5 separate regions of the Mus musculus genome follow, and regions 2, 3, 4 and 5 are each linked to region 1. A link is a contact called in public HiChIP or PLAC-seq data. All regions are on one chromosome and are shown on one strand. The core of a region is the stretch at or near the end of the contact, and the rest is flanking DNA. Distances in the headings are between cores, read along the strand shown. Region 1 overlaps Kat7 (K(lysine) acetyltransferase 7). Region 2 holds the start of Dlx3 (distal-less homeobox 3). Region 3 holds the start of Pdk2 (pyruvate dehydrogenase kinase, isoenzyme 2). Region 4 overlaps Spop (speckle-type BTB/POZ protein). Region 5 holds the start of Dlx4 (distal-less homeobox 4).

Evidence for each region. HiChIP or PLAC-seq counts read pairs in DNA pulled down with a chosen protein or histone mark.
Region 2: an H3K27ac HiChIP or PLAC-seq map of embryonic stem cells shows a contact between it and region 1, with 6 read pairs. The contact joins the promoter of Dlx3 here to the enhancer-like site in region 1. A contact is called at or near these places in 12 of 39 promoter capture datasets (the 3T3-L1 cell line, 3T3-L1-derived adipocytes, the SN4741 cell line and 7 more), 1 of 484 Hi-C or Micro-C datasets (embryonic fibroblasts), 24 of 115 datasets of contacts at active chromatin or transcription factors (CD8 T cells, bone marrow-derived macrophages, craniofacial prominence and 14 more) and 3 of 9 other capture datasets (adipose tissue, liver and pancreatic islet).
Region 3: an H3K27ac HiChIP or PLAC-seq map of extraembryonic endoderm stem cells shows a contact between it and region 1. The contact joins the promoter of Pdk2 here to the enhancer-like site in region 1. A contact is called at or near these places in 8 of 39 promoter capture datasets (the 3T3-L1 cell line, 3T3-L1-derived adipocytes, cranial neural crest and 4 more), 1 of 484 Hi-C or Micro-C datasets (CD4 T cells), 11 of 115 datasets of contacts at active chromatin or transcription factors (craniofacial prominence, embryonic basal ganglia, embryonic forebrain and 7 more) and 3 of 9 other capture datasets (adipose tissue, liver and pancreatic islet).
Region 4: a contact with region 1 is called in an H3K27ac HiChIP or PLAC-seq map of extraembryonic endoderm stem cells. The contact joins two enhancer-like sites. A contact is called at or near these places in 8 of 39 promoter capture datasets (the 3T3-L1 cell line, the C10 cell line, the HPC-7 cell line and 4 more), 3 of 484 Hi-C or Micro-C datasets (embryonic stem cells and nephron progenitors), 1 of 115 datasets of contacts at active chromatin or transcription factors (extraembryonic endoderm stem cells) and 2 of 9 other capture datasets (adipose tissue and liver).
Region 5: an H3K27ac HiChIP or PLAC-seq map of embryonic stem cells shows a contact between it and region 1, with 5 read pairs. The contact joins the promoter of Dlx4 here to the enhancer-like site in region 1. A contact is called at or near these places in 3 of 39 promoter capture datasets (cranial neural crest and embryonic stem cells), 4 of 115 datasets of contacts at active chromatin or transcription factors (embryonic basal ganglia, embryonic stem cells and pancreatic cancer cells) and 4 of 9 other capture datasets (adipose tissue, liver, macrophages and 1 more).

The regions. Positions count from the first base shown.
Region 1 is chr11:95,271,381-95,276,776 of GRCm38.p6, forward strand. Kat7 (K(lysine) acetyltransferase 7) reads right to left here. Exons shown (of 15, transcript NM_001195003.1): 14 at 5,063-5,169; 15 at 473-4,507. The coding sequence ends at 4,406. Among named protein-coding and RNA genes, the nearest start is that of Tac4, 13 kb to the left of the region's middle. Within about 2 kb of position 2,486, at least 43 of the 459 cell types and tissues checked have an H3K27ac peak or open chromatin away from gene starts, as enhancers often do. A contact at or near this core is called in bone marrow-derived macrophages, embryonic stem cells, extraembryonic endoderm stem cells and 1 more, where this site is marked.
Region 2 is chr11:95,116,587-95,121,657 of GRCm38.p6, forward strand. It overlaps Dlx3 (distal-less homeobox 3), which reads left to right and starts at 3,531. Exons shown (of 3, transcript NM_010055.4): 1 at 3,531-4,060. The coding sequence starts at 3,736.
Region 3 is chr11:95,038,671-95,043,925 of GRCm38.p6, forward strand. Pdk2 (pyruvate dehydrogenase kinase, isoenzyme 2) reads right to left here and starts at 2,701. Exons shown (of 11, transcript NM_133667.2): 1 at 2,469-2,701; 2 at 679-820. The coding sequence starts at 2,586.
Region 4 is chr11:95,429,052-95,434,753 of GRCm38.p6, forward strand. The region is part of intron 1 of Spop (speckle-type BTB/POZ protein); the gene reads left to right. Among named protein-coding and RNA genes, the nearest start is that of Spop, 18 kb to the left of the region's middle. Within about 2 kb of position 3,885, at least 24 of the 459 cell types and tissues checked have an H3K27ac peak or open chromatin away from gene starts, as enhancers often do. A contact at or near this core is called in extraembryonic endoderm stem cells, where this site is marked.
Region 5 is chr11:95,144,094-95,149,007 of GRCm38.p6, forward strand. It overlaps Dlx4 (distal-less homeobox 4), which reads right to left and starts at 1,708. Exons shown (of 3, transcript NM_007867.4): 1 at 1,103-1,708. The coding sequence starts at 1,388. It overlaps Dlx4os (distal-less homeobox 4, opposite strand), which reads left to right and starts at 960. Exons shown (of 3, transcript NR_040279.1): 1 at 960-1,181.

The sequences.
Region 1 (5,396 bases), core at 1,236-3,735:
CCTTTCTCTTTTTTTGGTTTTTCGAGACAGGGTTTCTCGGTATAGCCCTGGCTGTCCTGGAACTCACTTTGTAGACCAGGCTGGCCTTGAACTCAGAAATCCACCTGCCTCAGCCTCCCGAGTGCTGGGATTAAAGGCGTGTGTCACCATGCCCGGCTTACCCTTTATCATTTTTATGTGCATTGGTGTTTTGTCTGCATGTATGTCTGTGTAAAGATGCTATGTGGTTGTTGCGAATTGAATCTAGGTCCTCTGGAAGAGCAGCCAGGACTTACTGAGCCACCTCTCCAGCCCCAGCTTCTCCAACTTTCTACCACTGAAAATCCCAAGTCTGGCACACAGTTGGGGGGCGAGGGGGGGGGGAGTAAGCTACTCACAAACAGCCTCACATACGGATTCAATATGCAGCAGATTCTAGCACATTGTAGACTGTGAGATAAGAGACGAGCTTCCAACAACTCGTGACACAGAGGAAGTCCAAGGTAAGCCATTTCCAGAAATGGCCCTTTATTAGCAGGTAACTTGTCAAGAAGAAAGTGTTCAACTCACGGGGAAGGCTTGGGAGGCACCAGGGAGCCAAAGCCATCAACAGACCAGGTTATTTTCTCTAGTTCTATGCATGAGTAAACAAAGCCAGGAGTCCAAACGTGTACTGAAGGCACTGCACGAGAGGGAAGGGACAAATAGTGACTTTGCTTGGGGGGGGGGGGGGTGTCGGACATTTTCCTCACCGCTGAGTCTTGTCGATAGTTCAGTGACACTCACTGGCATTGCTGAAGATACCACAGAGGAAGTGAGCAAGTACAGTGCCCCCATCAGTCTGGGAGAGGCAGTCATTTGCAAGCCTGAGGCCAAAAGACCTGAAGCAAAACCAGGTTAGAGCCAATTCCTAGCATAGACTACATGCCATTATTTAGCAAAGGTCTTCCCATGCAAACCCTATGAGGCTCCGGCAGCCGGTGAGCCAGACCTCCTTCATACTTCATCACTCATTGGATTTGGTTCTTTGCATCCCAGCACATTCCAGAAACCAGTTCAGAGTCCCGAGTAAGAGCAGCGAAGCCAGAATGTGCTTCCTGCTTTACTACTGAGGCGTCTCAAACCAGGCTCTAGGATGCTCATCCCTGGAGATTCCAAAGGCAATTTCCTGGACTGTAAATAAATGTGTGCATATTTGCATAGGTACAACAAAAATTAATCCTAATGAGTCTTTTCAGCTTCACAAAGGCCAGAAGCAAACAGGGGAGGGAGAAGGTGGCTCAGAGCTCTGCTGCTTGAACCTGCTATAAGAATAGACACACTAACTACCCTTGCAAGGGCAATCAAAATGCTGATTCCATTGGTTTTATGTTCCAGAAGGGATATATGTGTGCCACAAGCAAACTGTGCTCCACTTTCATCTACAGATTTTATGATGCTCCACAGCCCCAACCTTGATCTAGAGCAACCAGCCTGACAGATAGGTCCATTCCAGCAGTCCCTAATCCCAGCCATACAACCAGAACGAAGTACAGGGCCTGATGACAGCCAAGACCAAGTAGGAAGCATCTCTGCTCTACAAAGTGCATACATACTACATACATACTACACTACACATACTGCATACATACTACATACATACTACACTGTACATACTACATACATACTACACTACTAGAAATGACTCATCAGGGCTCACTATTCCCATGAGAAATAAGAGACCAGGCTGCACCACGTGTTTTGGAGGCAAGAGAAGCAAGGCTTTCATTCAGGATCATGATATAATAATCTATATTCCGGGTGGTCTTAGGCAACCCTGGGAAAGGCTCATTGACATCTACACGCCGAGAAGCGCTGCTCTAGAAACATGACGGTTTCTAACAGCGTGTATCTGCCTCGAAGGGAAAGAATGAGCAGAAACACCAGGGAACTGAAGCTGGCTGGGGAAGGCAATGGCAGAAGTGGTACAGATTCTCAAGTACAACAGAGTACAATGAGCATTCTGGCTTCTTGGTTCACAGTTGCGGTAGGATGCAGGTTTCCTTCTGTATAACCAGTGCGAGCAGGCTGCACGCAGCTAATACAAAGGACAAAGGAAGTAGTGCTGAGCGCACATGAGGCTGCCACACACAAATGAAGTTAGCCTCCACTGAGTGGCTAACCAGACCCAGCAACGACAGGATCAGGACTGTGCAACCATCATCTCTCCCTCCCTGGCATTCAATTCTTACCGTCCATGTTACCCATCTCCACTCTTCAAACTGAGAGAACAAAATCTCCCTCTGCTGCAAATGGTTCCAACACAGAGACTTGAGCAAACCCTGGTCTAAGATCAACAGAAGGGCAGTTATTTTTCTCCACTGCATTTTCCGACTCCAGTAAGAGGCCTTGCCAGTGAGCAAAAGTAGCCCAGCAAACACAGCTCCCTTTCCACACCCAGACGACAATGCCCCGCCCCGCTGGTCCTGCCTGGGCAAACACAAGCAACAACTGCAGCTACTTCCAGAGGCACAACCTGGGCTGGATGATGATTAGACAGGGCCTGGCTTGATACTGGTGAGCACGCTTAGAGGAAAGGAATGCATTGTTCTGCCTCCTACAAGCTTCCATGGCATCCCCAACCCACCCTAACTTCCCAGTGGTTCCTTGACAAGGCCCCAAACCAGAGGCAGATGAATGAAATTACACTAGCTAGCTGCTGTTGCGCACAGCGACTTCCTGGAGCCAAAGGGAGGCAGACTCAATTTGTTTTACCGCTTGTGAGTTCAGAGAAAACACTCACTCTGTCAACAACCTGCTTCACAGGGGAAAACAATCCATAGCTCCAAACCCCAGGGCTAACACTGTGCTGAGCCAATCACACCATTCCCATATAAACAAGCTTCAGAGCAGTCAGACATGAGCAGAGAACATGCTTTATTGAGTAGATACAGAAGAGCACATTCTGCCACATGTGGGGAGGGCTCAGCATCTGTAAAAGGCCTTTACCCCTTAAGAAAACCCCCAGTGAAGTGGCTTTTGGATACATTTTAACAGTTACACTGAAACTGGAGGGGAGCCACTGAACATGCTTAAAATCAGCTCCCCAACCCACAGTGAATATTAGTAGTGTACAGAGATGACAAGAGAAAGGCACAAATGACCAGAGTTAGGGTTGTGGTAAGAGGGTGCCACGTGAAGACAGCAGTGTTGGAAGAGACCAACTTGGGAAGGGTGACATGTCAGACATCAAAAGCTGCCCCAAGATAGCAGGTTATATACTGGGACAGGGAGAAATTAGAGGGAACACTTCTTCCTTCACTTAACACCACCAAAAATAGGAACCCAGAGAACAGGATGATGGTGGCAAGTCCCGAAAGGGAATGGACTTAGTTCTTAGACAGAAGCACTTCAGTCTGCTGGGGGAGGGAGGCACTGTTGAGAGCGAAGCAAACCGTAGCAGAGTGGCCACCCTGTCTTGCTGAGTCATGGGCTGAGAAACACAAGCATTTCAACCAGTTTCCACTTCTCCCAGGAAGCTCTGGACAAGATCAGTGCAACTTGTGTGGAAAGTAGAGCTGCCCTACACCAGACTGGCAGAGGCAGGTGTGGAAAGATCCACAGGGTGGTCATTTAATGTATGAAAAAAGACTGTTAAAATATTTTGGCAACTACCAACATAAAAGGGGGCAGAAAAAAAAGTGGGGGCATTTTCTGCTGTGGCAAAGAATTCCTCATTTCCTTCTACACAATGCTGCCCCAGTGTCCACAAGTAAATACAAAGGAAAGCATGGGACCACCTCTTAGGCTTCACCATCTCACGCAGATGGACCAGGCCTGTGAACCCCTGGGAAATGCCAGGCGTTCCTAGCTCTGGGCAGCCTGATCCTGATCAAAGGTAGTAAGTCTTTTGACAAAAAGGGAGAAAAATGAGTGACTGCGAGATGAAACCCATGGTGAGCGGACCCTCCCAGCAGACACGCACAGGCGCTGCCTCTTGCCCACCCCTTCATGAAGAATGTGTTAGAAGTAACTGGAAAGGGCCCTTTGGTGGCAACCATGTTTGGAGGTCTGCTATCCAGGCAGGAAAAAGCACTAGCACAAAGGTCAGGACACAACAAACCTCGGAGTTAAAAAGCATGAGGTGGGAACCAGTGACTGGACAGGTACAGTACCATAACACAACTCCTTGGGTCAGTGCTATGAGGGATCTGTACTCGAGCCTCATACAGATCCGTCCAGGCAACCTCACTGAGGCCGAAACAACAGTTCCTCAGAACTAGTGTCTGCAGTGTACACGAAGGCTGGAGCCAGAACAGTGCTGAGGGGGTGGCCTTCCCAAAGGATACTGTACTTGCCAATCACAAGAGCAACAGAAATGACAGACAGATCCCTAGGGTACGGATTCCTACTGCTGGGGCTCGCTGGCTCGGAATGATAGGTCACTTTAAGTGCCCTTGGGAGGGGTCCATTTTAAGCAGCTTGGATCCATGGTTTTGTTGGAGTTGGACCTTTTGGCCTCTTTGGCTATCCACTCATCTATCAGGTCCTGTGAAGAATAAGGAAGCAACCATTATACACATGCAACCAATACGCTTTAAAAAAGATTCCAAAATGACTAGCAACAGATTCACCTAAGTCCTAATAACATACTTAAAGTACAAGATGTTATTATTTTTAGATTTGCAAAGTTTCCTCTTTATATTCCTATTCTGTCTTCAATGAGAACTGAAATCATTATTCATTTATGCTTATGATGTGTAGGTAACTAAAAAAAAAATTCAAAATGGACCTAAGCTGAGGTGCCATTTCACAAAACAGCAGTCCTAGGACTTATGAGGACTCCCCGAGATGGGTGGAAGTGTAATGCCACATAAAGCGGCTTAGCTTGTTTCATCCTGATCTGACAGAGCTTACCACAAGCTCTGATATGGACAAGCAGGGAGATAAGCTTAGGAACAAAGACCGTGTGGACCTTGTGCCAGCTGGAAGGTGGCTAGGAGCTTGCAGTTAGGCCCTCTAAGGGAAGGTAACTGTGGGGAGCGCCGCCCACTGAGCTCTCCTATACGTTAAGGACACCACAGGCAGCTGAGGAAAATCTCACCTGTCTCTTTAAAACTAGGTGCTTGCCTTTCCAATACTTGAGCATCTGAAGGGCTTGCAGAGTGCTGACAATGTCCACGGGATTCACAGCTGTTTCCTGGCTAATTTCTGTAACAGAGGAGCCACTGAGATCCCAGTGGGAGCAGACTCCCATACCCCATGTCTCCCAAGGCCCCCTTAATGTACAGTTTTCCAGAGCCCAAATCTGTGTTACTTGGGCCAACCTGTTCACATGTCTCACCAGTTCAAGTAACTACAAAAATCCAATTTAGTGGTAAGAAGCTACTCTTGACCCCTTAGAAAAGGTCAAATATGAAACCCCTAAATTTGCCCTA
Region 2 (5,071 bases), core at 2,281-4,780, 150 kb before region 1:
AGGTATTTTCCTCATTTACATTTCCAATGCTATCCCAAAAGTCCCCCATACACTCCCCCTGACTCCCCTACCCACCCAACAGCCCTGTTTTTATAGACCAAACGCCACACTTCCTGCAGGTCTTGCTTCAGATGCCCTCTGGCCTATGAAAGGTCTGGCCTCTACCATGGCAGCACATACAACCCCCACCCCATCACCCACCACACCATAGTGAAACCAGTCCTCAGAGTGCCCACGTCCCATGATGGAAGTTGGGCCCCATGAAGAGGACATTATGGCTGTCTTGAAGATCAGCTCATCAGCACCCAAGACATGGACACACCACAGAGGCTCTACCAACACTGTGCCTGAATGAGACTCTGGAAAGATATGTGTAAACTGCTCTTTTAACTTGAAAGCAGAAAAACCAAAAAGAGAAGTCACTGACCAAACATAGATGGGAGAACAGAGAAGGAGCTGGAAACCAAAGAGTTATGGGGACCATTAAACTGTTTGCTACAAGAGGCTGATTTCCAGCCTTCCGGAGAGTCAGACATGACCTTCTTATGGCCACTAGATGGCGCCAGTTCCCCAGGCAAGGAAGAAAGCAAGCCTGCCTACACTCCTGGTTCCATTCTTTTCCTGAGCGTCATCCCTCTGCTGGTTCCTTATGAACAGTGCCCACTCGGCCTGACACCTTGTCTCCAAGGACCAGGGCCATCAGCAGGCACCTCTTCTCCGTGCAACAGACCTTGACCTGGACACCAACCAGCGTCCTTCACTCTTGCCAGCCTCCTAGAGGTCACCAGCTGCCTTGCTTCACCCCTCCTTCAGGAGCAGGACTCTGGCTAGCTGACACTTGCTCATCTTGCTGGACCAGATGAGGTCCAGTGGGTGACACCAGTCCTGCTGCATCTTCTGGCTGCCTCTCCACCCAGCTCTCACCCAGCTGTTGGTGGAAGGGAGCTTCCTGCTGGTCGTAGGGACCCTTCAGGAACAACTCTGAACTCATTTCCATTGAGAATGAGTCCTGTGCCTGCTTCAGGCCTTCCATCAACTGTGCCTCAGCCTCAGCCTGGCCTCTGGGTCAAGGGAATTCAGGTCCTCTTATTTAGTCACTCAACAAACATTTCCCAAAGACTATCTTAGGTATCTGAAGGATTATGGTGAATGGGGTAGGCAGTCTCCAGCACACTGTGCAACAAAGTGTTAGTCACACAAACAATTTTTAAATAATTCTTCCCCCACCCCCTTCTCCGAGACAGGGTTTCTTTGTGTAACCTTAGCTATCCTAGAACTAGCTCTGTAGACCAGGTTGGCCTCGAACACACAGACATCCACTTCCCTTTGCCTCCCGAGTACTAGTGTTAAAGGCATACGCTGCCATGCCCGGCCTTAAATGTTTCTTTACGTTACTGTTGTGATTTCAGTCCGCTTCTAGAGCACAACAGACCTTGGAAATTACCCTAAAATAACTCACTATTACCCCAAGGCTCCTGTGCTCAACCCAGCCAGGCCCAGGTAGGGTGAGGAGAGACTGGGGCGTCTCCGAATCACCTGCTACTCCAAATGAATGAATGAACGAACTCCCGAGACAGGGTTTGCCCGACGCTGTCCCTTCCCTGTGGGCAGCTGGGGGCTCCAAAACAGGCCCTCCCCGCCGCCCCCGCTTGCATCCTGGGAGGGGAACCGGCAGCCCAATGCCCTTCCTGCCCCCAACGCCCCGGGCTCCTTGGGCGCCCTCTTGGCAGAAGAACAGAGGGCATCCAGAGCGGGTGGCAACTCGTCCCGCCACGAGCTCGCAGCGGCGGGCGATAGGAGCTGGGGGGACGCTCAGATAGACAGACAGATAGCGTTCCCCTCTCCCGCCCCCGCCCCCACCTTTCCCACGCGGCGGCCTCCTGGGGCGGCCCAGGCCAGGCGGTCACCTACTCCTGTCACTGCTCCCCGACCTAGGTCCTCTGCCCAGCCAACTCTACGTTTTTCCAGGTTCAGCATCCTGTGTCTGAGTTTAACATCGAAACATTTGACTGCGGCCCCTAAACAATCTAAGCAGAATGAGACCCCTTTCCTGTCTGCCTGCTTACCTCCTCCTTAATGCAGCCTTAAGGCAAGTTGCAGAACTCCGGAAAACCACGAGGTGGTGCGCTGGCACTGTGTCCTGGCTAGGCAAAGGCAGGGGAAATAGAAGGTTCGAGGTGTGTAGGGAAGGCCTGGGGATGGAGGGGGAAATAAGAATTAAAATTGGGAGAAGCCTCCTTCCTCCAAGGATAGGTTTGGGAGCAGAAGTGGAGATGCAATAGAGAAATGAGATTGGCACCCAGAACAGTAAATATTACCCGGGAACTGGACTTTGAGAGCCAGACAAGACTAGGGGGGTTGGAGATTGCTCCAAGGTGAGAAACATCTTCATTGGGGCCTCCATGGACAGAAGAAATTGAGTGAAGTACATGGCTCCTGTCTATTGGAGATAGATGGATCTGAGCATGTATCTATGCACATTTGGGCATACCCAGCTCACAGGTCGGTCATTCAGGACCCTACACTTCCACTGCCTCACACTACATACAGAGACACACTCTCATGCACACAGGTTCTCACGGGCACTCTTGCACACACTGTATTTTGTGTATTTTGCGGAAGATGTAACATAGATCTTTCACCCCTAACAAAGTCTGTGCTCCTAAGAGCTGTCCCAGACTGAGTGGACCCTGCCTCCAGACTTCCTGAAGAACACAGAAAGCCAGCCTCATAGGGACTGACTGCCTCGTGGCTCTTCCATTCATGAAAGGGCACACATATAGCTGGGGGTACCTCTGTCTTCTAAAGCAGCCCCTAAATCCATACAGCCTTGCTCCAGTAGGGACTTGCAGGCCCAAGGTGTTCTTGCTTGGTGAGACTCTTCCTTCAGAATTTAAAATTTTATATTTCACATCTGCAGTGTCATTAAGATAACATATTAAGCCAGGGCCATACGGAGAAACCCTGTCTCGAAAAAAAACAACAAAAAACAAAACAAAACAAAACAAAAATATAATATATTTATATAGTCCAACCTTTTTTTCCAATTTTAAAAGTGATCAAAATATTTTCATGGACCCTGGGTCTTTGCCACTTTCTGTCTGTCATTTGCATAGACCACACATACATCATTAAGGACCACCTCCTTCCACAAACACCCAATGGGTAAATTCCCCTCCTTCCTCATCTCACCTAAGCCCACCCCTGGCCACTAAAACAGACCGATTAGTAGATCCTGGGGGCTCCGCACAGCCAACCCCTCCGCACATTTGGGGGATTTATCGGAGGTAGAGCATAGGAGGAACACAGTGGCGCTGGGGGGAGTGTGTGTGTGTGTGTGTGTGTGTGTGTGTGTGTGTGTGTGTGTATTAGGGGTAACAACAAAGAGGGTTGAGAGGGTTGGGGGAGCCAGTGAGAAAGCGCGAGCGTGTTTTGCCTCGAAGGCAAGACTTGCAGCCAATCAGCGCGCAGGAGCCTCCCTCGGCGACTCCAACATTGAGTCTATAACCGGCTGGCCGGGCGGAGCTGGCAGCATTTGACTGTGGCTTGGGACGCGGAGAGAGGCACGCAGCGACTGACCGACAGCCGGCGATGGTCTAAGCGCCCCTCGGCCACCCCCTCCCCCAGACGCGACCGCGTCCTGCCCTCGCCCTCTGGACACACACCCCCACCTGGGCTCCTCCGCCCGTTCGGCGCTCCTCGGAGGAGGCCCGGGGTGTTGCGGCGCTCGCCAGCATGAGCGGCTCCTTCGATCGCAAGCTCAGCAGCATCCTCACCGACATCTCCAGCTCGCTCAGCTGCCATGCGGGCTCCAAGGACTCGCCCACCCTGCCCGAATCTACAGTCACTGACCTGGGCTATTACAGCGCTCCTCAGCATGACTACTACTCGGGCCAGCCCTACGGCCAGACGGTGAACCCCTACACCTACCACCACCAGTTCAATCTCAATGGGCTCGCAGGCACCGGCGCTTACTCGCCCAAGTCGGAATATACCTACGGGGGATCCTATAGGCAGTACGGAGCGTACCGGGAGCAGCCTTTGCCTGCCCAGGACCCAGGTGAGGATGCCCGGGTTGTGGAGAGGGTGCGAGGGACTCTAAGGTTCCCAAGCAAGAGGAAGTCTGGGAATAGGAGCTGAAATCTAGGGAAACTCGAGGTTAAGAAATGGAAGCGTTGGAGATTAGAGGAGACCGGGTTAGATGACCTCCAGAGGGGTGAACGACACTCCGAAGAGGCGCGCACTGTGCGCCGCGGTCTCTTGGAGATTCCAGGGCAGCTGGAGCCACCGGGAGCTCCTTCTGAGTGATCATGGGGGCCTTCAATGCTGCCATCCCGCTGGCACTTGAGCCGGAGACGAAAGACGGTCGCCGAGAGCTGGAGGGGAGTCAGCGAGGACTGGAGGTTCCAGGGCCCTTCTTTTGGATGCCGTCAGGGGAAACCCGGAGTAGTGAAAGGCTTGTGGAGAAAGACCCAAAGAAGTCCCAGAAATGGAGGAGAGACTGGGAAGTAGAGATGCGGAGAGAGAAGTGGGGACGGCGAGAAAGAAATGTGGGGGGGGCGGTAAGATAAAGCGCACAGCAGAAAGCAACAGAGGAAATGAAGAAAGGGCGGGGAGGAAAGAAAGAAAAAGGAGGAAAGAAGAGGGAAGGAAGAAAAAGAAAACAGAGAGAAAGGGAAAAGAGACAGAGAAAACGCTTGTACTGTCCTTGCAAATTTTTTCCTGAAACAAATGATCCTGAACTAGAAAGCGTATTAAAAGGAGATGGGGAGGAGGGGGGACAAGAAGTGGGAGACGCCACCGCGGCTAGGTGGGTCACCAGAGAAGAGTGGCTGAGCCGGGAAGGCGTCGTGAGCGAGCCGCGCGGTCCTCGCCCAGTCGGTTGCTGGCGCCGGAGTCGGCGCTCCGAGGCCCCGGGTGCCGAGCTGGGAGCGCCGCGTCGTGGGCGGCCGCCGGTCCGGCTGGGTCGCTGCGGTTCCTCCCCGGGCGCGGGCGGCACTACGCTCCTCCAAGAAGTCCCGGGGAGATCAGTGGGCCGGAGGGTGCGGCGTCCGACGGTGGGAAATCTTGG
Region 3 (5,255 bases), core at 1,451-3,950, 230 kb before region 1:
CTGCCACCCGCTTAGCCACAGGACAGTGCTGGGACCACAGGTATGATCCTCCCAAGCCCCAGAGAATCCTCAGTCAACCCATGTTGCAAATCCTGATGACTAGGTTGCTGCCCAGTTGTCACAAAAGTCTCTTGATGATCAGCCAGGGACGTGCCCAGTGACAGACACACCTTTGTTTGTTTCATGTGAGGCTATCTGGCCTCCAGTCACTCAGCAATGTCCCTACAGCTACCTGTAATGAACTTTTGATCCTTGCCCTCTGAACTCTTTGGGAAGGGACTGTATTGTCTGTATTTAACTGAGTGTTTCTTCAACATTCAAGACAAGTTAGATTTGCCACCGGGATAACTGAATCTTCACCTTTTTTTTTTTTCTTCTTCTTGTTTTCCCAAGTTACTGAGCAGGCCAAGGGTTACTGCTGATGTCAGCATGACTTCTGCTCTTGACTTTGAAAGCTACGCTTTCTTGAATGGACACTAAGTCCCCAGGGAAAGTGGGATGGTGAGAAACAGACTGAACTTGACCTTTGACCCTGCTCAGGCTGAGGAGTCCAAGAAATCCTGGCTAACTCTCCAGCCTCTTGGGGCCCCTGTGCCTTGCCTCTGTCCTAGCTTCTGACACAAGAACAGAGGAACACGGTGAGGATGGAGGGGTGGTGGCATGTGAGGGGGACCTCACCAGCTCTGCACCAGCTGCACCGATGGGGTGCCCAGCACTCGGTCAGGAAGCAGGTTGATCTCTTTCATGATGTTGGCCAGGCGAACGGGCAGCTCCTGCCGGAGGAAAGTGAATGACGTCTTCTCGCAGGCATTGCTGGATCCTGAGGATGACAGAGGGGTCGGTCAATCAATAGCTGCAAACCATGGGGACAGTCACCCATGTGGAAACTGGGCAGGCTGAAATGACCATGGGACCTATCTGTGGCACACAGCAAGGTAGCCCTCCTAGCCTTGCGATGCTTGAGTTTTCCCCAGACATCCTACCACGTGGATGTCAATTTAGGAACAGAGTGTATCACCCACTGACCCTCAGTGAAAACCCTGTTTGTTAACCAGGGAAACAAGATGTTCCCGGGGCTGACTCTGAACTGTTCTGGCGTGATTCACCTCACTTTCCTTTCCATCTCTCTAGGTGGGCACTCATCACAGGGGGCTAGCCCAGGGTGCAGAGGCACCTAAGAAATCCTTTTCTCCATGGGGTGCTAGGACTAGGTTCCCAGGACTGTAGGAACTCAGCATTATCCCTGAGGCAGGCCATCTCATCTAGGCTGAGGAGACAGATGAATGCCAATGTAGAATTGGCCATGTTAATGACCATCTGTGAGGCAAATGGGGACCTTGGTCCAGGGTCAAGATTAACAGGCAGTAGAGGAATGAGCTGTGTCAGCTAGAGACAGGAGACCTAGGATCAACAGCAGGCGATGCTTCTGTAACTTACTGTATATCATCAGCAGTTTTCCCCAGATAGGTGGACCGAACTACGGCCAAGTCCCTTCTAGCTGTGGCATTCATTTGGCGGGGACTTGGAGTGGGCCCTGGAGGATTTCCTACACAAGCAAAGCTCACAACTCCAACTGAACAGGGAGTAACAAGGCATATCCTGGAAAACAGGTGCCCAAGTCCTGTCGGCCATCTTCCTGTCCTCCTGCCTGTGACACAGCCAACTCTTGAGAGACCTGGGTCCACTCCCTACACCAGCTGGCACCAGGGAATACCTTGCAGACAGATGGGGGCCACACAACGTCTCCATCCTCCACTCCGCAAAGCTTTCTCCTGCCCCAAAGCCACCTCCACCCTCAGAACACCGAGTGGGTGATCTTCAGAAACCCAGGGGTAGCCATAGGAGGGTGAAAGCCACCTGACTACCTCATGGTAAGTTGGGCTCTGCCCAGCTAGGAACCGCTGCCAGGTCAGAACAGATTTGATCTTCAAGTGTCCTTGCCCAGTGGGCAGCTGCAGTGGGTGGAGGCTCACCAGTCAGGGGAGTTCCCCTGTTAGCACCTCCTACTTCAAGGGGCCCCCTTCCCACCTGCCCTGGCTTTTCTCCCTTGCTCTGTTCAGAAGTACCCCGCCCTTCGTGCACAGCACAGGTCTTCCAGATGGCTGAATCTCCTTAGCACTCCAACAGCACGTCTCCTGTTTACTCTTGGCTGCCCACTCTCAGTGGCCGGGATCTCCCACTAACTCTATCATGTCTGGATAGGGTCCTATGCCCTCACTGTCTCTTACTCTCCACGATCCCTCGCAACGCTTTCTCCGCGCCCCCATTCTTAGTTAACTGTGAAGGGGGCACTCTTAACTCTTTGTGGGCAGCCAGGTTGGCCTCGCCGTTTACCCATTCCTGTCCATACTCTTCCAAGCCAACCCTCCTACCACCCAGGACCTCTTCCTCCGATGTTAACCTCTCATTGCCAGGGTCTCCTTCCCCGCGCCCACAGCCCCCGGTGCCCGCCTACGCCGACTCCGTACCGAAGTCTAGAAACTGCTTCATGGACAACGGGGACGGGGAGAACTTGCTGAAGTGCTCGATGTACTTGGGTGCCCCTGCCAGGGACGCATTCTTCAACAGCGCCCGGACCCAGCGCATGGCGACGGCGCCTGCGGCTCGGGCTTGGATCTCGCTGCTGTCCCGGGGCTGGAGGCGCTGGCACCGGCCGTCAGCTCGGCCCAGCTTAGCCGGGAGACGGGCTTCGGCCGCCTCCTCCCTACCCTTGCCCTGGCGATGCCTCCAACGCCTAGCCAATCGGCTTGTCCCGGCGCCCCGACGTCGCCAATGGGCGCGCACAAACAACTCTGGGAGAACCAATAGCCTTGCGCTTCGACACGTGGCTCTCCTCGAGGCCCACCTCCTTAACCGTGAAGGTGCTGGAGACGGCCTGTTGTTTTCCTGGGCTGTGCTCAAGTCCCGCCTCCTGTCGCCAACTACACTTCTTGGGGGCCAGCCCCGAGTTAACCCTTTCTTCCCCAGAGTCCCGCTAACCCTTCGTTTGACGTTCTACTTTCCCTGGTTCTTTCCCCTGTCTCCTTCTTTAAAACCTCCCTTCCCTGCCCTGTCCCTTTCCTAAAGGCACCTGTTTGACCTGACAACCTGCTTACCTGCTCTGCTATAGGGGCTCACAGTGGTTTCTCACTCCTATGATGGACCCAGAATGAACACTTGCAAAATCCGAAACCAGTATGCGAGCTTATACTAAGCTATCCTATATGCGTGCAACCCGCTGACTTCCATAAATATCCAAAAAGCCCAAGAAAAGGTCTCTCTCTCTCTCTCTCTCTCTCTTTCGAAAAAGATCCGATATCAGGGTGGGAATGTAGCTCAGAAGGCATGGCACTTGCTCAGTATGCATGAAGCCCTGTATTGATCTCTGGTACTTGGAAAACAACAACAAAAACAGCCAGAGCCAAACCCCCTTAGGACTGGCAGAGGCGGGAGCAGGAGCTATGGTCAGTGCTAATTTTAGTTAAGTTCCATTTTATTATTACCTCGCTCATTTGACTGAGCATAAAACCTTGCGCGTCTTGCACAACCACCTAAGAAGGTAACCTTCTGTGCACCTAACCCGAGACGAGCAACTGTCTGTGCCGCTGGCTTCCTTATTGCGAGTCCCCAGGAGCTAAGGCATCTTAGTGGTTAGCGGCTTGGGAGCCCAGCCCAGTCTTCCTAGCAGTTCCCTGCCTCTTCCCTGAGAAATGTCATGCGCCCTCTTTTGGTAAAACTTGGTATGTGCCCCACTCTCTGGGCCTTCCTAGGTTCATTACTATTGATTATCCAGTGGTTTCCCGGCCTTTACTATGGCCCTGTGAAGCACAGACAGGATTGAGGTTTGGCCTTTAGGAAGTCCTGGTGCTCCTCTTGGAGGCTGAGGCAGGAGGAGATCTGTCCAAGGCCCACCTGAGGCAGTGTGAGTTTAAGTCCAGCCTGGGTAATTTAGTAAGATCTTTTCTCCAAAAGGTAGAGAAGGTGGGTTTGAGCTGGTAGTAACTCAGTAATAGAGTGTTTTCCTAGAATATGCAAGACTATGGGTTTGATCCTCAACCCCCCCACCCCACACACACACACACTGCAAGTTATAACAGTTTAACTGTAGCCAACACAAAACAAGAGTTCACCTTGGAAAGCGTAATGCTGTGGGCCAGGCACTGCTTGCTGGATTATTATATCGTTTCCTCCATTTTATAGGCAGGAAAACAGAATTAGCAAGCATTCTCAACTACAAATCTGGCCTGGTTGGTTCCAACACACAGAGCCTTTTCACTTGAAAAAAAAAAAAGTATCGGTGTATACCTTTAATCCCAGGCAGAGGCAGGAGGATCTCAGAGTCTAAGGCCAGTCTGGTCTACAGAATGAGTTCCAGGACAGCCAGGGCTACACAGAGAAACCCTGTCTTTAAAAAAAAAAACAAAAAACAAAACAAAAAAAAACCCAAAAAAAATTTTTTAAAGGATCTATTTATAATCTGTATGTGTGTGCACCCAAGTGAGTTTTTGCATACCACAGCACATAGGTGTCTGTGGGGCTGGAGGGCATCTGCTTGCCTGGAATTGGAGTTACAGGCGGTTACGAAGCTGGTGTAGATGCTGGGAACGCAGCCCAGGGCCTGTGCAAAAGCACACACAGTAAGTACTCTTAACTGCTGAGCCATTTCTCCTGGTCCACCTTTCCACCTCTTACTGGAGCCTTTCCAGTTATCCCAGTATCCACTTTGGCTCCATTCCTTAGCTTCATCTTTTCAGATTGCCAGGCTCAACAACTCCCAACTCCATCTACCTGCCGCCTTGCCCCAGCCTCTAATCTTTAAACCACTGACAATGCTATCTCTTTTTACTTGGAGAGGTGGTGGGGTGGGGGTGGGGTTCTGGATCGTTCTTCTCAACCTCCTGTACCTATTCTTCAGGTCTTGGCTGCTTAGCCATGTCCTTTTGCTGAGCTCCTGGGCTGGGCTGGGCTCCCTACGTGCCTCTCCTGATCTTAGGATGACATGAGAGCTTCTCACAAAGTGGGCTAACTGCTGATTCGTGGGTCTTCCCCACTGGACTTTAGTTTAAGGAGGACACGGGTTGTGTCTGACCTAGTCGTTGCTTTATTTGCAGTGCTGAACACACAGCCTGGCATGTAGTAGAGCAGACAGACAGAAGAAAGGAAGTGAGGTTGGCAGAGAGGCTTCAGGTCTGTGAGGGAGGATCGCTAGACATCGACCAGCCTAACAATTAGAGGTGGCGGGTAGCACAGAGGGTGTACTTTCAAGGGCCAGGCCA
Region 4 (5,702 bases), core at 2,635-5,134, 160 kb after region 1:
GAGGCATGCTGTGTCTGGTGTGCTCAGAGATTCAGTAAGGAGGCCAGCATGGCTAGACTTAAGTGAGCAAGAGACAAAGTAGAAATGAAGCCTAGTTCTTACAGTGCTCTTTGTTAGGATAGCCGGCCCAGAGACCCTGCAAGAGTTCTAATTCCTGCACTATGCCTGTGCAGAAATCTTTGCAGGTAGGACTGTGGCAGAGAAGAGGGAGAGAAGTGACTGTGTTTGAGAAGTATGTCAAGGAAGAATCCATTTAATTATAGATTGAATGTGGGGGTTGCAGGAAAGGAAATGTCATGAATGATTCCAGGTTTCTGGCTCAAGAAACTAGATGGGTAGAGGTGTCACTTACTGAGTTGAGAGTGAAAGATAAAGAGGAATGGGAGTAGGTGTGGAATTTAGACGGAAGATCAGAAATCAGTAGTTCAGTTTTAGACATGTCAAATTTGGTATGTGAATGAGGCTAAGTATACATATGTTAAGTAGGCAGATATATGAGTGGAGCTTCAAGTGAAATCAGACACTAAGGTAATACCATATGCTTATTGATGGTCTTTACTGTGTCTAAATGACATCTTATACAAGACAAATTTGATGGATAAAGATCTTGGAGTGTGGGAACTAGTTAGCCTCTCGCAGTTATCTGAACAAGAAGTGTGGTGGTAATGCGAATCAGGATGGTGTTGGCTGGAGCGAACAGGAAGTAGGTTGGAGATCTGAGGACCTGTGGGATGATATTCAGTAAAGGTGGACACTGGACAAGGAATTGAAGATGGCTTTGGAATGTCAAGCTTGGATGAATGGTGGGTCTGTTAGCAGTTATAAAAGTCAGAAGGAGCTGGCTTAGGAAGTGGTTGGTTTTAGATGTATTAACATTTAGTAGAAGCATCCTAGTAGTAGGTAGGTGGGGGTTTTTGCTCTGAGTTTTGGAAGGGCAAATGAAGTTCAAAACACAGTCCATTTCCATGAAAAAAATTCATTTGTATAAAAATGATTCACCAAGATTTATAAAAATGGTAACATCCACATCCAGTTTTGATGTGTTAGGGTGTCTGTTATGTGTCCTTGGCTGCTTTTTGTATAATGTACTTCCATTTGGTCACCATATTTGAGATGTACTGTCTTTTTTCCTGTAGTTCTAGGATTCCCAGTTAATTCTTCCCTTGTAGCTTTTAATTTTTTTTTCTTCATCTTGATTCTTCAGAAGTTAGTATCTGAGGAATGAAGAAAGTTCCAAAAATAAAATGTGGGAGTAGGGGCAGGAGAAGATGGTTCAGTAATTAAGAGGGCTTGAAGCACAATCATGAGAACTGGACTTCAGATCTCAGTTTCTACAAAACAATTTAGGCATCTCACAGACACCTGTAACTCCAGCTCTGAGGGATCCAGCCCCCTACAGGTATGATACATTCAGACACACATAAATACAATTAGTCTTTTCTTCTTTAATATATGGTAGTACAAATGAACATTTGAAATGGAATGGCTATGAAAGCTGCTGATGATAAAAGCCTGCCAACACAAAGGCACAGTGCATGATGGTCTTCGTGTACTCCAGTACTCAAGTCTGTCCAGCAGAGATGCCAAAGCAGTGGGATGGAAGTGATGGTTAACCTTTGGAATTTGGCTTGACTCATGGTCATCCATCCTGTTTATGGAAATATATTCTGCAGAGGTGAAAACCTTCCTTCAGTGAAAACGACTCTAAATTATTTTGGAAACTTCTGGAAATACATTGAAGAAGATAGCTGGGTGTGTACCTTAATTGGCAGAGTGCTTGCCTGGCATGCCAGAAGCTCTGGGTTTGCCTGCAATACCACATAAGTTGGGTGTGGTGATGTATGCCCATAAGTGAGATGTAGGAGCAAGCAGATCAGGAGCTCAAGGGCATCCTTGGCTGTATAGTAAATACAGAGCCAGATTGGACCACATGGAGAGGAAAGGAGCTGAGGAGTAAGCTAAACTAACTTTGATATACTGTTAGTGGTTACTGCTCTTCATGAGCTACCTCATCATTCCTTAAGTCCTTAAAGAATTATTTTTTAAAAAAACCTTTTTGTTTGTTTGGTTTTTGTTTTTTTTTTTTGTTTTTTTTTTGTTTTGAGACAGGGTTTCTCTGTGTAGCCCTGGCTGTCATGGAACTCACTCTGTAGTTGAACAGGCTGGCCTTGAACTCAGAAATTCGCCCGCCTCTAGCCCCACCCCCCCAATCTATTTTTATATAATCAAAGCATTTTCCTTTTTTCTCATTATAAAATAATTCATGAAAAAAAAAGTAAAAGTGGAAAAAAATCACCCTAACACTCATTCCATGGGATTAACAACAGTTGGCATTTTCATTTTTCTAAACCATTTGCTTGTTACTCTTTGTGTAAAGTGCAAGTCTGTGAATGCCACATGCCACTGGGGATATGTGGAGGTTAAAGGACAATTCTCAGGAATCAGGTCTTATCTTCTACTTGGCTGAGGCAGAGTCTGTCTGTTTCTGTCACTGTGTACTCTAGGCTCGTTGGTCCCCAAGCTTCTGGGTGGCTCTTTCTTATCTCCCGTCTTACTGTAAGAACAGATGGAGTGCTAGAACAAGTAGGATTGTGTCTGTCTGTGGGTTTGTTCACAGGAGTGCAGGGAATCTCAGAGGCCAGAGGCATTGGGTCCCACTGGAGCTTGAGTTTCAGGCAGTTGGGAGCAGTACACACTCATAACCACAGAGCCATGTCTCTAGCCCCCCTTTTCTTCTTTCAGTGGCTAAGATCATCAAGTTTTTAACCCACTGAGCCATCTCACAAGTCCAACATTGTCTCTTTTTGTACATTTCTTTAAATGTCCATGTGTATTATTATATATTTATGTAAAGATATTTTTTCAAAAATTGAATTATTTTAAAATTTGCCTCTATAGCCAGGTGCGTTGACACATGCCTGTAATTCTAGGACTTGGAAGGCAGAGGGAGACTGATTTTTGTGAGTAAGAGGCCATTTAGAGCTACATAGTGAAGCTCTATCTCAAAGAAAGAAAAGTGCCTTAAAAATTCACTATATCCAGGCTAGAGAGATGGCTTAACTGTTAAGAACACTGGCTATAGCCGGAGGTGGTGGTGCACGCCTTTAATCCCAGCACTTGGGAGGCAGAGGCAGGCGGATTTCTGAGTTCGAGGCCAGCCTGGTCTACAGGGTGAGTTCCAGGACAGCCAGGGCTACACAGAGAAACCCTGTCTCGAAAAACCAAAAGCAAAAAATAAAAAACAAAAGAACACTGGCTATTCTTTTAGAGGACCTGGGTTCAATAGCCAGCATCCATATGGTGGCTCAAAACTGAAACTCCAGTCCCAGGGGATCCAGTGCCCTCTTCTGGCTTCCATGGGCACTGCATCTACATGCCAGAAACCACTCATACACACAAAATAAAAATAAAATTTCAAAAAAAAAACAGAATTTTTTCTATGCTGGTGAAAAGAAAACATGATTTCTTAAAGTATTTCCATGGAAAGCAGAGTATAATGGCACACCCTTGTAAGCTCAACAATTGAGAGATGGAGGCAGGAGGATTGTAAGTTCAAACCAGCATTAGCCATATAGGAACCTTAAGGCTAGCCTAGGCCATATGAGATCATATTGCAAATGAAAACAAAAACCGTGCCGAGGAGATGGTTTGCAGGAGCCGTGCTTCCTGTGTAAGCATGAGGGCCTGAGTTCAAAAGTGTCAGTAGGTTATTTGTGCCTGTGGCCCCAGCACTGGGAAGGGAAGACAGGTGATCTTGGGAGCTCGCTAGCCTGTCAACCAAGGGAAACCAGTGACCTTCTGAGTCAGTGACAGACACAGTCTGAAGGAATGAAGCAAAGAACGACAGACAAAAAGACCTGACAGCCTCATCTGGCTTCTACATATGCACACACAGAATCATACACACAGACAAACAAACCACAAACAAAGGAATCATAGGCATCTAAGGCATGGATACATAATCTGTTAGTGTTTGTTTAGTTAGGGTGGTTTTGTTTGCTTTTGTTTTATATTTTTGAGATAGGGTCTCATGTAGTGTGAACTGGCTTGGCACTTGTTGGGTAATAGGAATTATTTGAACTTCTGATTCTTTTGTCTCTAACTCTCAAGTTCTGTGAGTACAGGCATGTGCAGTCATGTCTGGTTTATATGGTTCTCAGAGTAGAACACAGGGCTTTGTGCATGCTACCAAATACTTGACTACCTGAGTTATATCCCTAGTCCCTGAATACATAACTCTATTAATTAAACATTCTTCCCTACTTTGATCTGTAAATTATCCTGTCATAGATATCCTTGTGCATAAATCTTTATAGGCTGATTTCCTAGGATTGATTTCTCAAATGACATTACTTTGTGAAAGCCTGTGCAGTGGGACCCATGCTATGGCTCAGTAGATAGAGGTGCCTACTGCCTAGGCTCACTGCCGAGGCATCTCTTCATCCCCAGATTTTAATCTTTTCCTAAGCACTTATCCTGGGTGTCATTATCTCTATCAAAAGGATATGTGTGAGACTGGAAAGATGGCTCAGCAGTTAAGAACATTTGCTCCTCTTGCAAAGGCCTGGGTTTTCATTCCCAGCACCCACATAGCGACTTACAGCTGTTCATAACTTTAATTCCAGGGGCACTTGCACCGTCTTCTGCTCCCCTGGTACCTAGCTTAATGTGGTGCATATATATATATATATATATATATATATATATATACATGCAGACAATCACTCAGATGCATAAAATCTTTAAAAAGGGGGTATGTTAAGATTTGAGTGAGACATTATAGAAGAATTACAGTTCTGGGCATTCTAGTTAATTGTCAGCCTCTGAGTTCTAAGTAGCACTTAGTTTACTGTAAGTATGATTGGAATTCAGAGTAAACTGGGGTGGCAAGGTAGAACTTGACCTGGATCTAGAAAAGCAATATTGTGATAAGAGGAAGAGGAATGTTTTTAGCTTTCAGAGTGCTGTGAATCAATTTGAGAAAGGCAGGTGAGTGAGATGACTGAGAGGCCACAGTGCAGCCAGTTGGAGAGGAGAGGTTATTTGTGGTGTACTTGAAAGGCTTTCTGAGAGCTATGTTGTATCTCAGAGGACTGCTCTTATTTTTAGTATATTTTAAGTTGTATAGTATAGAAACATAAGATAAAGTAGACAGCCATGGCTCATTTGTAAACAAACTAGAAACAGTGTAGTCACTTTTTCAAGAAAAAAAGATTAAGGGTTATTTTTGTGTAAATTACTTTAAGAGTGACCTTCCCAACAACAACAATTGATTTTGCTGGAGACTTTGATAAGCTACTGTTTGATTGCTCCTGTTGGTTTGATAAGCTACTGTTTGATTGCTCCCGTTGGGGTTCTTACTCTCCTGTAAAGTTGAAGAGTTTAGCTTTTTCTGACAGTGAAATTATTACAGAACTCCCCAAGTATAAAGAAGTTTATGAAATATCTAGTCTATATTCATGTTGGTGCCCATTTCTGGCTCCTTAGGCACGTACTGGAGCTTGGTTCTTCTCATCTTTTATTTTCAAATGTCATTTAGAGATGCTAAAATTTTTATATTATTTATTTTGCGTGTGTGTGTGTGTGTGTGTGTGTGAGCACACATGGCACGTGTCGTGGTTGGTGAAAGGTGGTCAGAGGACAAACTTGTAGGAATTCTATCCATGTAGGTTCTAGTATTCTAACTTAGTTCTCAGATTTGG
Region 5 (4,914 bases), core at 458-2,957, 130 kb before region 1:
GTCCAGGAGCCTGGAAAAAAAAGTTGTGTCCTGGATCTATCTATATGCATTCCTTCTATCTCAGTTTCTCCAACCATAGAACAAGGAATGTGAGCCTCTATTCTAATGTGGTTTTGGTTGGGGGTGTATGTGTCATGAATTTATGCCAGAATGACCAGGGAAAAGGAGAGAAACATCTTGGTTTGGGGCTGATTATGTGAAGTCACATCACAGACTTGCGCATCTTCGAGGACTATGCCAAGAACAATTGGACCATTTTGATGTTCAAGGAGTCAGTGGGTCTATGGAGAGCATCCTCGTACTGCCAGCCAGGGTCTGTCAGTTGGGCTGTGCATAGGTCGGAGCTAGGAAGGCCAGCTGCTCCCCTGTCTTCACCGAAGCCTTCCAGTGGAGCTCAGATTTGCTGCAGGCAACCGAAGCTGGGTCTAATGTATCCCAAAGTTAAAGGTGGAGATGGTAAAGATGTCTTAGGCACAAGGCAGAGGAGGCCAGGGAAAGAGCTGGAGACTGGTAGACCAGCCTGTAAGTTTATTATTTGAGCAACAGTTGGTGGGGGTCTTATACCCAGATCCTGCAGGGTATAGGCACCTCCAGGAAAAGGGGGTGGGGCCCAGGAAAGGAGAAGGAACCCAGCCTAGTTGTCTACCTATCTCCAACTGGAAACTGATTTCTGTTTAGTAGTGTTTGATTTATATACTGGTTTCTGAGACCAGAACTCAAAAGGGATGATGTCGGAACGGAGTGAAGGATGAGGAGAATCACAGGGAAGGGGTTAGATCTCCACCTCTCCATCTGGATTAGGGCAAATTTCCGTTACACAGGTACTCACACAGCTCCACTGCTCCAGGGGGTGGGGTAGGGAGCCCTCCCGCCTGGCTTTTCAAAACTGCAAATCGAAACCAGGTCGAATTTAAAAAGGAGACCTAGATCAACTTGCCTCCGCTCCTCCCCCATCCTTCGCCCTCCCCCTACCGCAGATTCCTGGGTATCGGAGAGAGAAGCGTTTGAATCCCTCTAGTTGCGCGCAAGCAGAAGAACGCGAAATTTATGCAAAGACAACCCAGACCCCAGAGGTGAGGAGAGCCGCCGCGGTCACACTTACCTGCTTCGAGCTCCTGCGGGTGTTCAGCCGGCCTGTGAAAGGGCTGAGATGGCGCCACCAATTGTTGCTGGCGGGGCAGGTAGGAGTCTCCTGGGGTTGCCGGCCCAGGGTGGGAATAGGACCGGGGGTGGCCGTAGGACTGGGAGTAGGACAAATCGGGAGAAGCTGCGGTTCCCGGGGATAGTCCGAGCGGGTAAGCAGCCACTACCGACAGGGCGGGGGCGAGGTCCGGGAAGACAACGTTGGAGGCACCACGGTCAGGAAGGGGACAGGGTAAAGAGGTCATTGCGGCCGGTGCCGGGCCACAGGGCCTAGGTCATGGCCCGCACGCTGTCTACTCTTTCTGCCAGCTCCTTTCAAAGTCTCCAGCTCCAGCAAGCCACTCTTACACTTCAGATGCCTGGAAAAATGTCTCTCTGAGCCTCTTCCGGCAGAGAACTCGCACCCGGGAAAGGGTTTTTTGGGGTACCCCGTGGTTTTACCCTTCCCCATCTTTTCCTCTGGGTTCGGTTCCCGGGACCCCAGGGGTCCCCCGCCCACTTAGACACCCCGGATTGGCTATTCCTTGGTGACCTCAAGCTGAGCCCGCCCCCCACCCCTCGTGTTAGCGTGCACCGGGAAACGGGAGGGATGCGAGCTCCGGACCCCACATCCCTGCATCAACTCCGAGTTCCTGGGGAATCGGTAGAGTCAGGAAGTCTCAGTAACGATGTTCAAGGTGCTAGGAAATTGGGCCTGGGATGGCTAGGGGACGAGGGAAGCTGCGCGGTAACTAGAGACGCTTTGGAGACTCAGAACCTGTGTGCGCGTCGCGCGGGTCTGCATGGCCCCACGCTGCCAGGGCTCTGCGAGGGAGTGGAAAAAGCAGCTAGCCAGCGCCGGCCGCTTATTCAGCGCGTCGGAATGCGTAGCTGCAGAGCGATGGCAGTTTGTTGGTAAACAGACGCTGGGGCCTGGAGGGTGCCGCCTGGCGCCCAGCCTGCCCCGCACGCGCGTGGCGCGCACGCCCCCGCCGAGCGCCCAGAGCCTGGCACGCCGCGACCGCCGCCACTGCGCCTCACCACCCCCAATGCAAGCTTCCGCTTCCGGCAGGGGCCCCGGTTTAGTTGCGACACCACAGCTCCTGCAGGCCCTTGAGGCTGCTGGAGGGAATCTGCTGTCTGGGATTCGCCTGTACCGAGCCCCGCCTTTTCTGGCACTCTGCAAAATGTAGCCTCCCAGGAACTGGGGCAAAATCTGGGAGTGGGGATGAATCTAGTTTGATGGCTCCTGGGAGGGCACAGAAAATATGGCTAACTCCATTGTACTTCCAGACTGTGTTCGGGACCTGTCTCTTAGCAGGACAGGAGGCCTTAATGAACACCATGTATGCAAGCATCTGTTGCCACGTGCACAAAAATACATAGAGTCTTCATCCAACATATATTGTTACATACCAATATCCCTCTACGAAAAGAGGCTCATTTATGGACCGGCAAACACAGACTTTAAGGTGTGGTGTATATACAGCTGCATCCCCAACCATGGGCAACTCTTTGAATAAAAGCACAGGATTGAGGTGGATGAGATGGCTCAGCAGACAAGAGATGAAGAGCAATTAGGTTGCCACCAAGCCTGACCATCTGAGTTGGAGTCCCCAGGACCATATAATGGAAGAAAAAACAAACTCCCAAGAGCTAGTCTCTTGAGCTCCATATGTGGGCTCTGTTATGCATGGATCTTCACACATACGCATAACCCAAACATAAATAAATGTAATATTTTTATTTAAAACACATTGTGCTTACCTGGCACATATGCTTGTATATTACAAGTCAAATCACTAATTTTCCTTCTCAGAAATAAGGCTGTCCAAACGTGAACATATATGCTCATGTGTGGGCTACCCTTTCCCACACATCTAAGCTGCTTTGCAAAATGAGAGAGACAATTCTTTTGGTTTGGTTTGATTTTCTAAGACAGGATTTCTCTGTGTAGTGCTGGCTGTCCAGAACTCATTCTGTAGACCAGGCTGGCCTGGAACTCAGAGATCTGCCTCCTGCCTCCTGCCTCCTGCCTCCTGCCTCCTGCCTCCTGCCTCCTGCCTCCTGCCTCCTGCCTCCTGCCTCCTGCCTCCTGCCTCCTGCCTCCTGCCTCCTGCCTCCTGCCTCCTGCCTCCTGCCTCCTGCCTCCTGCCTCCCTCGCTGGGATTAAAGACAAAGGCAAACACCATCACTACCCAGCGTTATCTCCTATTCCAGAAGTCCTCACAGATTCCCTAGAAAACCTACACACTCGATCCCTCTGTTACACATGCCATCTTTATGCTTGCACACACGCGCGCGCGCACACACACACACCAGGGCTCAGAGTAAAAGTGGCAATCTTGGGGTGTTAGGTAGATGAAAGAGGACAGACAGCTATTAGAAGAAATGGCAAGGAGTGGATGAAGGCCCTGGTCTCAGAGCAGATGTAGGCCTTCTAAAATAGACAAAGTCTGGGGCTGGAGAGATAGCTCCATGGTTAAGAACACTGACTGCTTCTTCCTGTTCAATTCCCAGCGCCCACATGGAGGTTCACAACCATATGCCATTCCAGTTCCAGAAGATCTGAGAACCTCTTCTGGCCTCTCTGATCACCAGGCAGATGCATAGTACCCAGACAGAACACCCATACACATAAAAAAATAAGTAAACAGAAAGAGACATTTCTAGGCACTGTATATCAGGACTGTTGAAACTCACAGACAGGAGAAAACTAATTTGCTTTTACACCCCCCTCTCCAATTGCACAGAAATTAATTTCTCCAGGAAAATACCTGCTGGCCACTGCCATAGAGGTCTCTACCCCGTGATCCTGGAGCTCAGATTAGGGGGCTCTGTAGGAGATCCTCTTTGTCTGGTTGGCTGGGGGAAGGTGTGAGTTTGTTTGGTAGGGAAATGTTCTTTTGATGTGAGACCACCTTTCCCTGGGTTTCAGTATGCCTTCCTCCTTAGAGCTGGGGCGATGAGCAGCTGAAGATGTTGCTTTCCAAGTCTTTCTGTCTCTAGCACTGTTCTGCTCTTTCAATCTTTCAAGACAGGGTCTCTCTGTTTAGCCCTGGCTACCCTGGAACTAGACCAGGCTGACCTGGAACTGAACTCAGAGATCCACCTATCTCTGCCTCCCGGGTGCAGGGATGAAAGGCGCACGTGCCACCACAGCCTGGCTGTGCTGTTCTTTAGAAGGGAGTCTGCTGTGGTGTTTCCAGGGATGGCTTCTCTCTCACGCTGTAAGATTCAAAGCAAGAAGATGTGCTTTGAGGCAGGGCTGGCTGTGAGGGCAGATTTGCTTTCTAGCGTGAATGGAGAGGATGATGGGAGACACTTCCGGGGGGGGGGGGGGCAGGTAACCAGAATCCTTTCAGTGCTGGGCCCCTGCTGGAGGAAGGGCAGAGGTGAGTGTCCTGGTAGACTCTTTGGATCACATCCAAAGCAGGGTCCCTGGTGAAGGCCTCCTCTGAGCTTCCCTGTGTGCTCAGGAGCATCCTGAAAGAAAGTTGGACCTGTCCTTCTGCGGTAACCCTGCAGAATTCATACGCTCCGGCGCATCCTCACAAGAACCCTGCTGTGAACGGTAGTTACCGTTTGTCTCCCTCCAACATCACCAGCCTCACTGCACCGTCAGCATGAGGTATGAGGAACCCAAGCACTTGCTGGCACACCTAGGCATCCTCTTAGGCATCCCCCACCCCAACACAACATCAGCCTCTCAACCACAGGAAAAGTAGAAGCAGTGGCTGTGAGCCAGGGAAGGCAGTGCTTGGTGAGAACAGAGACAGGCAAATCCCGGGT